2 separate regions of the Podarcis muralis genome follow, and region 2 is linked to region 1. A link is a contact called in public Hi-C data. All regions are on one chromosome and are shown on one strand. Each heading gives the region's core, a stretch centred on a gene start, on an enhancer-like site or on the middle of the called end of the contact. The rest is flanking DNA. Distances are from core to core; before and after follow the strand shown.

The links. Hi-C and Micro-C count contacts between places; a contact is called where the count stands out from the background.
Region 2: a Hi-C map of tail shows a contact between it and region 1, with 1.9 times the contacts expected there. The contact joins the promoter of ZNF292 here to the promoter of AKIRIN2 in region 1. A contact is called at or near these places in 2 of 3 Hi-C or Micro-C datasets (blood and tail).

What each region holds. Positions count from the first base shown.
Region 1 is chr3:79,321,610-79,327,816 of rPodMur119.hap1.1, forward strand. It overlaps AKIRIN2 (akirin 2), which reads left to right and starts at 2,478. Exons shown (of 5, transcript XM_028722943.2): 1 at 2,478-3,188. The coding sequence starts at 2,981.
Region 2 is chr3:79,495,512-79,501,718 of rPodMur119.hap1.1, forward strand. It overlaps ZNF292 (zinc finger protein 292), which reads right to left and starts at 2,949. Exons shown (of 8, transcript XM_028722918.2): 1 at 2,721-2,949. The coding sequence starts at 2,900. CGA (glycoprotein hormones, alpha polypeptide) reads left to right here and starts at 2,998. Exons shown (of 5, transcript XM_077926177.1): 1 at 2,998-6,207.

The DNA.
Region 1 (6,207 bases), core at 1,228-3,727:
TAGAACATGTCTTAACAATTCATTTGATTGAAGAACAAACCCATGTGAACAATACTTGGAACTCATCAGTTACAGCCAGACCTTCTTTGATTCAGACAGGCTTGTGCTTGTGTAAAGGGTAAATGGTAGCTGTGCTTCTTTGTGCAGAATCCTAGCCAGCATACTGGCAGGAAGATGGCTCGTGTATGTCACATTTCCATCTGGACTTTTGCCTCCCCTTGGGAGTTCTGTGGTAGTGGTGTGGGAAACCCCAGTAATGTGGAGATCTAATTATCACTGTCTGTGATTGTTTGACAGTGATCTCTGTACGGATATTTAATATTTATACAGGAAGCTAGGAAGGGGCATCTGCTGGCATCAGGGCTCCCTCCACTGGCATTAGATGCCAAAGGCCTAGCTTCCTGATCTCTAAACATGTTGTTAATATTGCTCATCTTCTGTATTCTTGCCATTAAATGATGAAATAAAATCAGCTGCTCAAGTATTGGTGCAATATTTAGTTGAGTATTAGACCTTGCGGCTCAAGCCTAATCATGACCTACTTACTGTTTCACCAATAATCAGTGCTTACACCATAAAATAAAAATCTGCTAGTTTGATAGCTCAGTTGGCCAGAGTGTGGTGCTGATAATGCGAAGGTTGCAAGTTCAGTTCCCATATGGGACAGATTCCTGCATTGCAGGTGGTTGGACTAGATGATCCTCAGGATCCCTTCCAACTCTACAATTCTATGAGTTCTAGTGGCATGGGAGAGGGAGAGAAAAAATGTTGAGTCTGGGGTGGGGACTGAGCTAGTATCTGCTGGATCTCGAGTCTGCTCCACGGTCACCTCTTGAAAGCATCAAGCCCGACTGCTGTGCCAGCTCCAGGCTTGCCACACTGCCTTCCAGCCTGGCTGGTATGATACAACTGCATTTGCACCCTATGTAGTTAGCTTGATTTGAGAAGATTAAGTGGCCCTTTCTATATTCCAGTTCAGAAAACCATAGCTCTTTCCTTGAATAGAATGGTGGGCAAGAACCAGGAAGTCCCTGACTTAAAATGTTTTCCCCAGCTTAAATTCACTACGTGACCATGGGGAAGCTTCCCACTCTCTCTCATAAAGTGGTATAGATATTAACTCTTCAAATCAAATATATTCACTTTTCAATTGCAATATGGGGACAATAATTTTGGCCTACTTTACAGGTTTGCTGTATTACTGAGAGAGCCTTTGTAAAATGTGATCAGTTGTTACATGCTATCATCTTTTCCGGGACGCAGGTGGCACTGTGGGTTAAACCACAGAGCCTAGGACTTGCTGATCAGAAGGTCAGTAGTTTGAATCCCCGCGACGGGGTGAGCTCCCGTTGCTCGGTCCCTGCTCCTGCCAACCTAGCAGTTCGAAAGCACCTCAAAGTGCAAGTAGATAAATAGGTACCGCTCTGGCGGGAAGGTAAACAGCATCTCCGTGCACTGCTCTGGTTTGCCAGAAGCGGCTTAGTCATGCTGGCCACATGACCCGGAAGCTGTACGCCGGCTCCCTTGGCCAATAAAGCGAGATGAGCATCGCAACCTCAGAGTCGGTCACAACTGGACCTAATGGTCAGGGGTCCCTTTACCTTTACCTTATCATCTTTTCCAGAGTAAGACTGTAGGTTCTATAATCACTCACTATAGCCCCCAGAGTGATGTATCTGGGGGGGGGGGGGATATGCTGCTCTTGGCTGGCCTTAAAAATAATGATACTGTATTGTTATCATCATTCAAAGAAATCAATTTACAGGCACACTATGTTTTTCTATCTGTACAATTATTAATGCTTTTGAGAATCAAATGTTTGTTTTCACAGATATTTGAATTTATTTCAGTCACTATTGGCATTTAAATTCAAACATTTTAAGAGCTGTATGTGTGATTTACGGTATTTCCTTTAATACAAAGTGTTGTCTAGAACGGTGAAGCCATCGGACAGTTGTTTTTTCTCCCCACCCCACTAGCTGGAGCACAGTCAAGAAGAGTATTATAAATGCGAATTTCTTCCTTTCGGGGATTTTTTCTTGTTCTTTCATTCATTCATCTTTTCCCACAATCTACTTCAGTGTTTCAGAGATAGCTGAACGAAACGCCATTTCTTCTGGACCAGATGTTATTATGGCTGATGTTATAATTAAGTACCACCAGCCATTTATAATTTCCGCAAACTAAGCTCCTTTCCCCGCTGCCCGGCTCCTTTCCTGCTACTCCCCATATTAAGAAGACCGCTTCCATTCCTTCACCCCGTTTCACTCGCATTCCTGAGGTACAGGGTTCTCTGCGGGGATTTAAATTCCACCCGGAAGTCATGTCCTTAGCGCCAAGAACGACGGGAAACGTAGTTCCCCGCTCCCCCCCTGCGCCCTTGCATCAAACGCCGGGAGGTGACCCTGAGAAAACCACAACTCCCCTGAACCTTTGCGGCGGGCGCCACCCCCGTGCCGCGCAGGCGCGTCGGCGAGGGATGGTTTTTTGAATCAGCGGCGTTGTTATTGACGCCATATTGCTGGTGTGGAAGAGTCACAGAGGCGCACGGCAGCTCCCGCCGCGGCTATCTCTCGTCATCGGCGGCCTCAGGCCGGGTAGCCTCCCGTCGTGCCGCTCCCACCGGCCTAGACACCCTCCCGGATTCGGCCCGGGGAGGATTTTCCGCGGGCGGAGCCAAGGAGTCCAGCCAAGCCGGGCCGAGAGCTCCGGGCCGCTCCCTGGAGACGCAGGCGGAGCCGGCGGCCGGCAGGCAGCAGAAAAGCCCAGGAGGCGCGTAGCAGTGGCGACCCCGAGCCTGACGCGGCGAGGCAGCGCCTGAAGCGCCTCCTCCGCCCCCCCCTTTCTCCTCCGTTCCCTCCTTCCCCCCCGGTCTCGTCAGCTCCTTCCGGCCCCGCTCGCTCGCTCTCTCGGTGGCGAAGGCCCAGCCGGCTCCGCTCCCTCAGCCTCTTCGTCGTCGTCGTCTTCCTCCACCTCCGCCATGGCCTGCGGCGCCACCCTAAAAAGGACTCTGGATTTCGACCCGCTCCTGAGCCCGGCCTCGCCGAAGCGGCGGCGCTGCGCCCCTTTGTCCGCTTCGGCGGCCGCCGCCTCCTCTTCCTCCGCGGCCTCCTTCGCCTCGTCCCCGCAGAAATACCTGCGCATGGAGCCTTCGCCCTTCGGGGAAGTGTCCACTCGCCTCACCACAGGTAAGCGGGGTCCCGAGGGGCGCCTAGGGCGGGGCACGGCGGGGGGGGGGGGGAAGAGACTAGGATAAGGGGCGAAGGCCGCCTCCCCCCTTTCTTGGCTTGCTTTTCATGAGTCCGCTTGGCTTCTCCCCCGTCGCCCCGCTTTCTCTTCCCAGCCACCTCCCTTCTCTGTCTCCCCCCCATTTTCCTCCCCCCCCCTCTTTTGGCTTCGCTTTCGCCGCGGAGTCGGCACAATGGAAATGGCCGCTCTCGCCGCGGTGGGGGCGGGGAAGTGGCAGCGATACGGGAGAGGCCGCAGAAAGGGGGTTGATAATGGGGCTGAGCCGGTGTAATGGGCGAAGAGGGGCGGGGAGACTCAGCCCCGCCGGGCTGCGTCTGGGAAAGGGGAATTTCTCTATTCAGCACCGCACCTTCCTCCCCCCCCCCCCCTTGGGGGAGAGAGGGCTGCTTGGCTCCTTGGCGTTTGACGGGGGTAATTGTATGTGTGCGGAGAGAAAGAGGAACCGAGAAATTATATCGCGAGGGAGGCGGGATCTTGGCCGGGAGAAATGTGTCTCTGTCTCTTTCTCCGTCTCTTTGCCCTTCTTTCTCTCCTCCCCGGTGCAGGCGATCGATTTGTTGCAGCCATTAAACTCTTGGGCGTATGTTGTCTGAGTCGAGGCGGCCGTGCCTCCGCCTTCCCGTTCAAACACCGGGGGAGGGCAGGGAGAGGGACGGAGCGGGGGCTGTCATCAATCACCCCAAGGTGGAGTGCTTGGGCGACGGCAGGGGCCGGTTCCACGATAAGAACTGCATTTCTCTTCCCCCACCAGTATTCTTCCCCCTTCCAGTATTGAGCCGGGTATTGTTCACGTCTCCGCGGGGGCTCAAATCAATAAAGGCGTTCTTGTAAGAAGAAGCTGTAATAAGGCACTGGCTGTTGAACATCTCTTAGTAAGGATGAGAATGCATTTCAGTGTCACTTCACCAGAAATGTTAAAGTGATAACCTGTCTCTTCTTCCTCCTGCACCCCAAGACCTAATGAATAAATTGCAGGATCAGGTTTCATTGAATTACACCTCTGAAGGTATTTACATGGTTGGCCCAGAGTGGATTCCACTAACTGGATCTATTCGAAATCTTATTCCATATATAGAGTTCATCCTCCCCCAATCATTTTGTCGTCTTCACCCCCTCCTCCAGTTCTCAATTAATGAATGTAGGGACCATTATCTTCAGTTTATTTTGCACATATGGATGTGGCATTTGAGTCTGAAGATTATCTGAGATAGCAGGCATAGTAATTTGCTGGTTTTTATTAAGCTTTCATTTCCCAAGAGCTTGTGTTTTCATATAGTAAGAAGTGGATCTGTGTAAGCCACATTAATTACAGAATGTTTGCTGTCACATGGAAATATGAATATTTAAATTAGCCCTTAAATCTTGCATCTTGGTATGTCTACAATAATTTGCTTCAAATTATGTTGGTCTTCCCATTGTATAGATAATCTCACTTGTGAGAGCTGATATGCTGAAATGTCTGGGGCCATAGCCATCTCCTGTTAAACCCTGGTGGACTACATTTGATTTGAATAGGGTTAACAAAGTGTGGTAGTTAAATTAACACCTTTCTCATTAGTAAATTATGTTAGTGGAGCATGTATTCAGGATTGCAGTTTAGTTTGAATCATAAAGTAGCTAAACATTGCTAAATGTGTAAGCAGGAACCAAGGCTATGTTAGTTAAATGCTACATTTATGATTGGTGACTTCACTGGAAGTAGAAGTATCCATGCAATGAATATTTAATGTAAATGTGGGTTTAAAATTGATTTAGTGATGTGAACAGCTGGGCATGTCAAGGAGCTGCAGTTTGAAGGCATTAGTGGTTAGGAGCACATATCCTCTTGAAAATTTCAGTGCCGCTGAAAAACCCAGAAAAAGTATAAAACTAGGTATTTAAACACTTAGATGAGGTGTGTCTCAAAATTATTTGGAGATTTGTCATTCAGAGGTATTTAGCTTTAAGTAAATCTTCACAATGTGGGGCTTCTGTGTAAATTCTTATGACTTTGTTCAAATTGTCCAATAATAACTTGGGGATGAAATAACCTAGATTTGTAATGTCTTACTCCACAAGAAATACAATGCTGTGTGAAATTTATTTATTGTATGTTTCCGGTATCAGAAACAGTCATGTGTTTAATCTAACTAGTCTGTAAATTAAAGCATGACAATAAGGGCCTCAGATATGTGCCTGTTTTTATTGATGAGTTACAGTAATTTAGCAAACCTTAGGTTATACTAATTTAGCAAAAGATTTAAAAGATCAGGTAGCACAACAAATATTCCTATATGTACAGTTCAAGAACATTGAACTGTTAAGCCAGTTAAGTAGCCTTTCTTACATAGGTGTGATGTAAGGCTTGGTTACAATGCTGTCATAATAGGTCGTGGGTTTGGTTGCTTTTAATAAGCATTGATAAGGGTACTAAATACCTTTACATTTAGGAGACACCCTGAATGACTTTTGTGTTCTGCAATGTTAGTTGTTGCTTGTTCCGTTAAGGGCAACAAAGTTTCATGGAATAGAGCTATTTTATACAAAACACAGGTACCACTTGTGTGTTGCCATCAGTAGTGGCAGTACTCAGTGATGTGGGTTTTATTGGTAATTTTGTTGTTGCCCTAATTGATTGAAAGCTAACTTTGTGTGTTTATTTGACTTAAGCTTTTAAAAATATTATTTTAGATCATTTCTACCCTGCCTTTGGGCTCCCAAGGAGGCATCTAGATCAGAAACATGACAACAAAAATACAGAATTTTAATTAAATAAGTTCAAACTGCAACATGAAAGGGCATCTAACAACTAGGGCAGTCTAAATACATCACTCAACAGGAAGGCTTGTTAGAACAGATTGAAATCATTACTGCTCTCCTAAAACTCAAACATCAACCTCTTTTAGAAGGGATTTCCATTATCTGAGTGCTGCCACCAAGAAGGCTCGCACACATGTCCCCAGCAAGTGCACTCCCAGA
Region 2 (6,207 bases), core at 1,699-4,198, 170 kb after region 1:
GGCATAGCTATAAGATACGACTGCCTTTTAGCTAGATGTAGCATCTTTCATAAACACCCATCACAAAATTTCTTTTAAAATTGAAGGATAAATTAAGTATTAGAAAAGGGGGGGAGACTATCAATTGAAATGCTATAGATTTCCCTACTATTATACCCTATTCTGGCATTGCTGTGAGCCAGTTTGAACACGCCTTATCACAGAAAGGGGCATACACAGCTTGGGAGTCAGGAATTCTCACTCTTGTCACTCACTGATAGTACAGTGGTGGGGAACCTCAGACCCATGTACCAAACATGGCCCACCAGGCCATTTTTAGGAAGTCATACCCACACATCCCACACCTGATACCATGCATGACATCAGATATGGTGTGGGTAAAGATGGGACTCCAAAGGAACCATCAGGAGCCAAAGTTCCCGGCTGTTCCTTGGATCCAGCAAGGCACGCTCCCATCCACCCATCTTGTTTACATAATCTGATTTTTATTATTATTAATCACATAAACATCAATATCCGTAATAGTGAATAAATCATAGTAAATATTAAGATATACATATACACAACAAATAAGGTGTGTGTGTGTACACACACACACACAAACTTATAATTAAGAGCTAGATTGTGTGTAAGAGAAAAGGTGGAAGAATGGAATAAGAACAGGTAAAATGGAAATAATTATAATTTCATCTCATAAAATCAGGATTATCTATTTTATTACATCAACTTGAACAAAGGTGTTTTTTTCCAAAAGGCAACTGATAAAGTTAAATGCCATAGCTAGTTCACATGAACAAGGCCTGATACATTTTAGAAATACATAAACTGAAGCCTTCCATGGCTTGAGGCATGCTCAAAAAGAGTGTCAAGCATGCCTCCCTTTCTCTCAAAAATGCACAATTTCAAATCTCAATTAAGATATATGATCAAGAGACACTGAGCTGATGTACAAGAGCTCAACTATTCACTCCTACTTTCAGGAGTTCTCAATAGGCAAAAAGGAACATCTTATTCTTTCTAGCTCAAGTATAATGCATAATGTCAAAGAAGATGGGAATTTAGTCTATGACAGTTGTTCTACAGAAATTTTTATCCTAGACAAGCGAGAGAGGACCAGCCTGTAGGAATACTGGGACTTTTTTCATTGTTATTGTTAAATGGCACTGATACAAACTATGGTTAACAAAAAACGAGGATCCTTCATCCTTTGGTTGACAAAGGATCTTAATTTGTTGACCACTGCTTGCACCTGTGAACTTGCAACACAAAACCATGGGAAATGATGGGATGGTTGTAAATGGTTTGACAGAGGTGAGGAGTAAATCCTAAGGCTGACTCCCTATTCACTATGTATACAGAGGGACAAAAACTGAATGTGATCCATTATTATAGGCCTAAATTTAAAAAATAACATTCTGACCTAGAAAAAGAAACTTAGTAACAATTAATTAAATTCCACCCAACACAGCGGGATTTTCTTTTGAGCAAACATGCACAGAAATAGAAAGCTGTCTTATACCAAGTCAGCCATACACACGAGTGGTAAACAAAACACAAACCTTGGTTTACTACTCGTAGTTTAGAAAGAAACCAATCATGAGTTCGGGTTCAGACATAACATTAAGACCAAACTATGGCTTAGCATCCGGAGTAAGACATTTCAACAGCATGCCACTTAGGTGAATGATACTTTAAGTGACACGAGAACCAGGCCAATATGTTATTTTTCTGTGATTGTATCAAAAAGTATCTGTTTCAAGCATGATTGTTTCAAGCAGTTCATGTCTTCCATTCAAATATGTAAGTTTTGAACTAAGTGGATTTCTGAAATGACAGTTTCCCAATCGACAAATTGGCGGAAACAGACATTTGATGGGCAAGACATTTGTGGAAAGAGCAATAGTGTGCATCCTGAGCAAACACTACAAATACCATGTTCGTTTAGAGTAACCTGATTTAATTGACAAAATCCAAGGGCAGTTGGAAAGATCGTTCAACCACAACAACACTGGCTTAAAGATACTCCGGAAACCCTGATCACTGGACTGACTCTTCCTATGCTCGTCTATGGGGGTATCATATGAAGGGAGCCTTACGACTAAGCCTCCCGGTGCGCTACTGTGGAGCAGATGCGCGCTAGCTCCCATGGGCAAGCTGGTGGTTATATTGAAATATTTGTGGCATAGGGGGGAACCGGGGCAGGACTTCCTTCTCTGGCACCTGGAGCATGAGTCCTCGAGATACAACCGAGCGGGTGAGGGAGCCCCCATAGCCAGCCCCTTCCCTCGCTTCCTCCCGCTGGAAGAAGCCACCCTTCCCCTCCCCTCCTCCACGCTCCGGCTTATTGCTGGGCCAGGGGCACGGGCTCTCCGCCGCCGCCATCAGCAGACAAAGGCCCCTCCAGACCCGAGGCGGCGGCGGCGGCAGCAGCAGCAGCAAAACAAAGGGGCCGAGTCGAAGAGGGAGCCGCGTGGGGGGTGGGGAGCTGCCGGGAAGACAGGTTGTGGGGGGAGGGGATTCCGGGCCCGCGATGAACTCCCCTCCCGGCGAGGGGGGCGGGCCACTTCTGCCCGCCCGCTCCCTCCCTCAGAGCCAGTTTCAAGGAGGAGAGCAGCAGCAGCAGCGCGGCCCAGTTCCTTCCTGCTCCCGCTGGAGGAGGAGGAGGAGGAGGCAAGGAGAGAGAGGACCCTCCCGCCTGCCCGCCCCGGCCCCGTCCTGACCTGGCAGAGCTGCTGACAGTACTCGGCGGCCGCCTCCACGGTGGGCTCCCGGCTCTCCCGCAGCCCCGTCTCCAGCTCCAGCAGCCGCCCCTTCAAGCGCCGCATATCCAGAGGGAGGAGGCCGCTCTCGCCGCCAGGGCCGTGGCTGCCGCTGTCCTGCTCGGCCTCCTCGTCCGCCATCTTCGCACCCCGCTCCGTCGCGTACGCAGCCCCCCTCCCCCCACCCTACCACCACTACCAACCAACCGCCACCGCACTCGCGAGCCCTCCCTCAACGGCCCACCTACCCCCCCCTCAACTCTCCCCGCGCGCGCGCGCGCAGGCGCGAGCCCCGTAAAGAGGGGTCACGTGATTACACAATACCACGTTCCGGGGAGGGGGAATCACGTGCGGGATCGAAGGGGAGGAGAGTTCGAACAGGCAGTTCGCCCGCTCTTTACCCGTCCTCCCCCCCCCCCCCGCATTCGCAGAGGGGCTGGGAAACGTGGGCTAGTCCTGTCACGTGCGTCTGCCGGCGCGCGCCTAGTGGCACAAATAGCCTCGCGGACTTTTTTTTTGGGGGGGGGGAGAGACGGCAAGGAGGCAGGACGTCAACCGAAGAAGTGTTTCAGTTTCGCTCGCGGTCTGCCTGGTTTGGAGCGGCTTCGCTCCCTTGCACAGGAAGAGGCGGCGCCGCCACCGCAGACTTCAACGAGCAAGCGGCGCGCTTCTCGCCCGCTTCCGTTTGCCCCTCTTTTCTCTCCCTGGACACGCGCACCTGGCTGCCAAGTTTCTCGCCCCTCCGTCTGCGAGGGAGGCCAGGTGTTACGCAGCTAGGAATCCAAAAACCGACGCGCATTTATTGCTAGTCCGCAACTTCCGAAACTGTTCGACACGGCAGCTGTTTAAGCTTTGGGGAAATTATTTTAAATACAAACTATCCTTTTAAGAAAAATAAAGGAACAAACATCCGTCGAATTTATTTATTTGTTTACTTCCCGCCCTCCACCCTAAGGCAGGAGGGCCAGTGATGCAGCCCACACACTTATTTGAATGGCAATGGTCATCAACTTCGGGGGGTGGGGATCTGGCCCTTTCAAATATTGTATTGGGGTGGGGGCGAAGGAACCTCAGCCCCTAGGAGCTGGCTGCTATGCCTAAGGTCCCAGAGCAAGATACAGTATAAAAACAGCATTGAGAACAATTTTAAACTTGCAAAGGTGGGTGCTAAAAACATTCACCTTTGCAAATATGACCTTTGCTTTCTATAGGTACGTTGAATTTTGAAGCAGCACGTGTAGGGGTGAGGTATTTAGCTTTTTATTTTAGCATATTCAGAGCTAATTTAGATTTAGAAAATGGTATGAGGGAGAGGGTTTTTTAAACTTCCTTCCCCACAGCTGCTTTTAGGTGGGGAAAGAGTTGGGAGTTGTAATTATGCATCCTATATTTGGGGGTGGCGCAGGACATTTTGTCGCCCCTGCAACACCATTCACCATCCTGCAGAACCAGGGCCCCTCCCTGGCCCCACCGTCACACCTGTACTGCTGCCAGTCCCGCCACTGCAACTGCCACGATGCAGTAGCAGTTTGGTGAGGGATGGTTGTGAGGACAAGGGTACTGTGGCACAGACAAAGCCACAGTGGGGCTGGAAGCACCACAATGGGGCTGATGGCGGTGCAGTGGCAGGGGTTGAATCTGCTGGCCTGTATGAGATCTATTTTGGTCATCCTGCTAATAGATCCTGCTAACAGGCCTTCGTTCCCACAAAATGGGCGTACTGGTTTCTCTAAACAGAGATACCAAAGAGATAGAAACAGAAATGAAAAGGCTCTGACACCCTTGCTGGCTTTGTGTAACAACTTTGCAAGGCACTTTAGGGAGAAAATCACTCAGATTTTGACAGCTGGATCGCATTCAAATCAAGTCTAACAAAGTTGTCTAGAGCACTGTCTGCTCCATCGCTACTGGATCAGTTTACATTATTGCAGCCTGAGGATGGGACAACCTGCTTGAAGACATGTGGCCATCCACCTGCCACCTTGACCCTTGGCATTCTGGCTTCTTCAGGGGGTTGCCCGTGGGGGGGGGGGTCCAGAAAGTGATTAATGTTTTAATGAAAAAGGTGCCACCTGCCTTGAAGGAGGCAGTGGTGTGTCTCCTTGGTAAGAAGACCTCACTGGATCCAGAATTGTTAAAATAACTATTGTCTGATGGCAAATATCCCCTTTTGAGGCAAGGTGCTTAAGAAGGTGATGGTGGTCCAGCTTCAGGAAGGAAACTAATTACTTGGATTTGTTCTACTCTGCCTTCAGGCCTTGTCATGACACTCAAATTTCCTTGGTCACCCTGAGTGATGATATTTATCAGGAGAGAGATGGGGAGAGTGCAACGCTGTTCATTCTCAATCTGTTGGTGGCTTTTGATACTGTTGACCACAGTAGCCTTCTGGAGCAGAAGTATCTTTCTGGTTCACCAGAAACAACCCCTTTTGGACATAAATAACCTGGCCACTGTAATACATTCTCTGGTAACTTACATACTTAGGATGACTTGGAAATGTCAAGTGGTTCAAAATGCAGCAAGCAGATTAGTGGCTGGGCTTCCAATTAGATCTCACATAACCCTTGTTTTAAAACTGCTGCATTGGTTGCCAGTTCATTTCCAGGCTTAGATCCAGATGCTCACATTAGCGTTTAAAGCCCTACAGACCCCCTCAGGGGGGAGAGGAGGCCCTATTAGTTGTTCCATTTCTCAGAAGCTGTAAAGTAAATAGTAGAGGTAGACTCTGCCTTGTAATATTATTTCTTTATCCACATATGTCTTTCATTTGGCCTTTATTGAGTAGATCTTCTTTCACCAGTAAAAACATAAAACTATACAAAGTACATAAAAATGGTCTCTGCCCTGGCATTTTTACTGCTGCATTGTTTGTTCACAGATATATTTCCTTGTATTTTCCACCTAATTAATATTGGTAGCTGGAAGCCTTGAGAGGGAATTGAACTCCCCTGCTGTTCCATCACTGATTGCAAACTACAGGCATAGTTGCTGTTACGAGAATATTGATTTGAATGGGGTATTACATACATTGAACAGGGAAAAACAAAATTACTTGGAGTGCAAATGAAAAGCTAGATGCATAATAACATTTCACAAGTGGATTTTTAGAATAAAATGGGGAAAATAATAAGTGATTCTAAAATTAAGTTATTCTAGCAAAGGGAGTAACATAATGTTGCGAGTATAACCATTAGGTGCACTTCACGCAAAGTTTAGCACTTTGATTTGATTTTTAAAGATGGAAAATTGAGCATGCATTTAACTCTCACTGAAATAAATGGAATATAGAAGTGCTTAATGCTTCACTCAATTATTCTAATACTTACTAAAATTTATTTTAACACAAACATCTGTCTTTAATATAATGCACATTTTGTATAAGAATTCCATATGGTCTGAAATTATCTTCAAATACAGGTCTATTGTAACCTACAGAAAATATGCT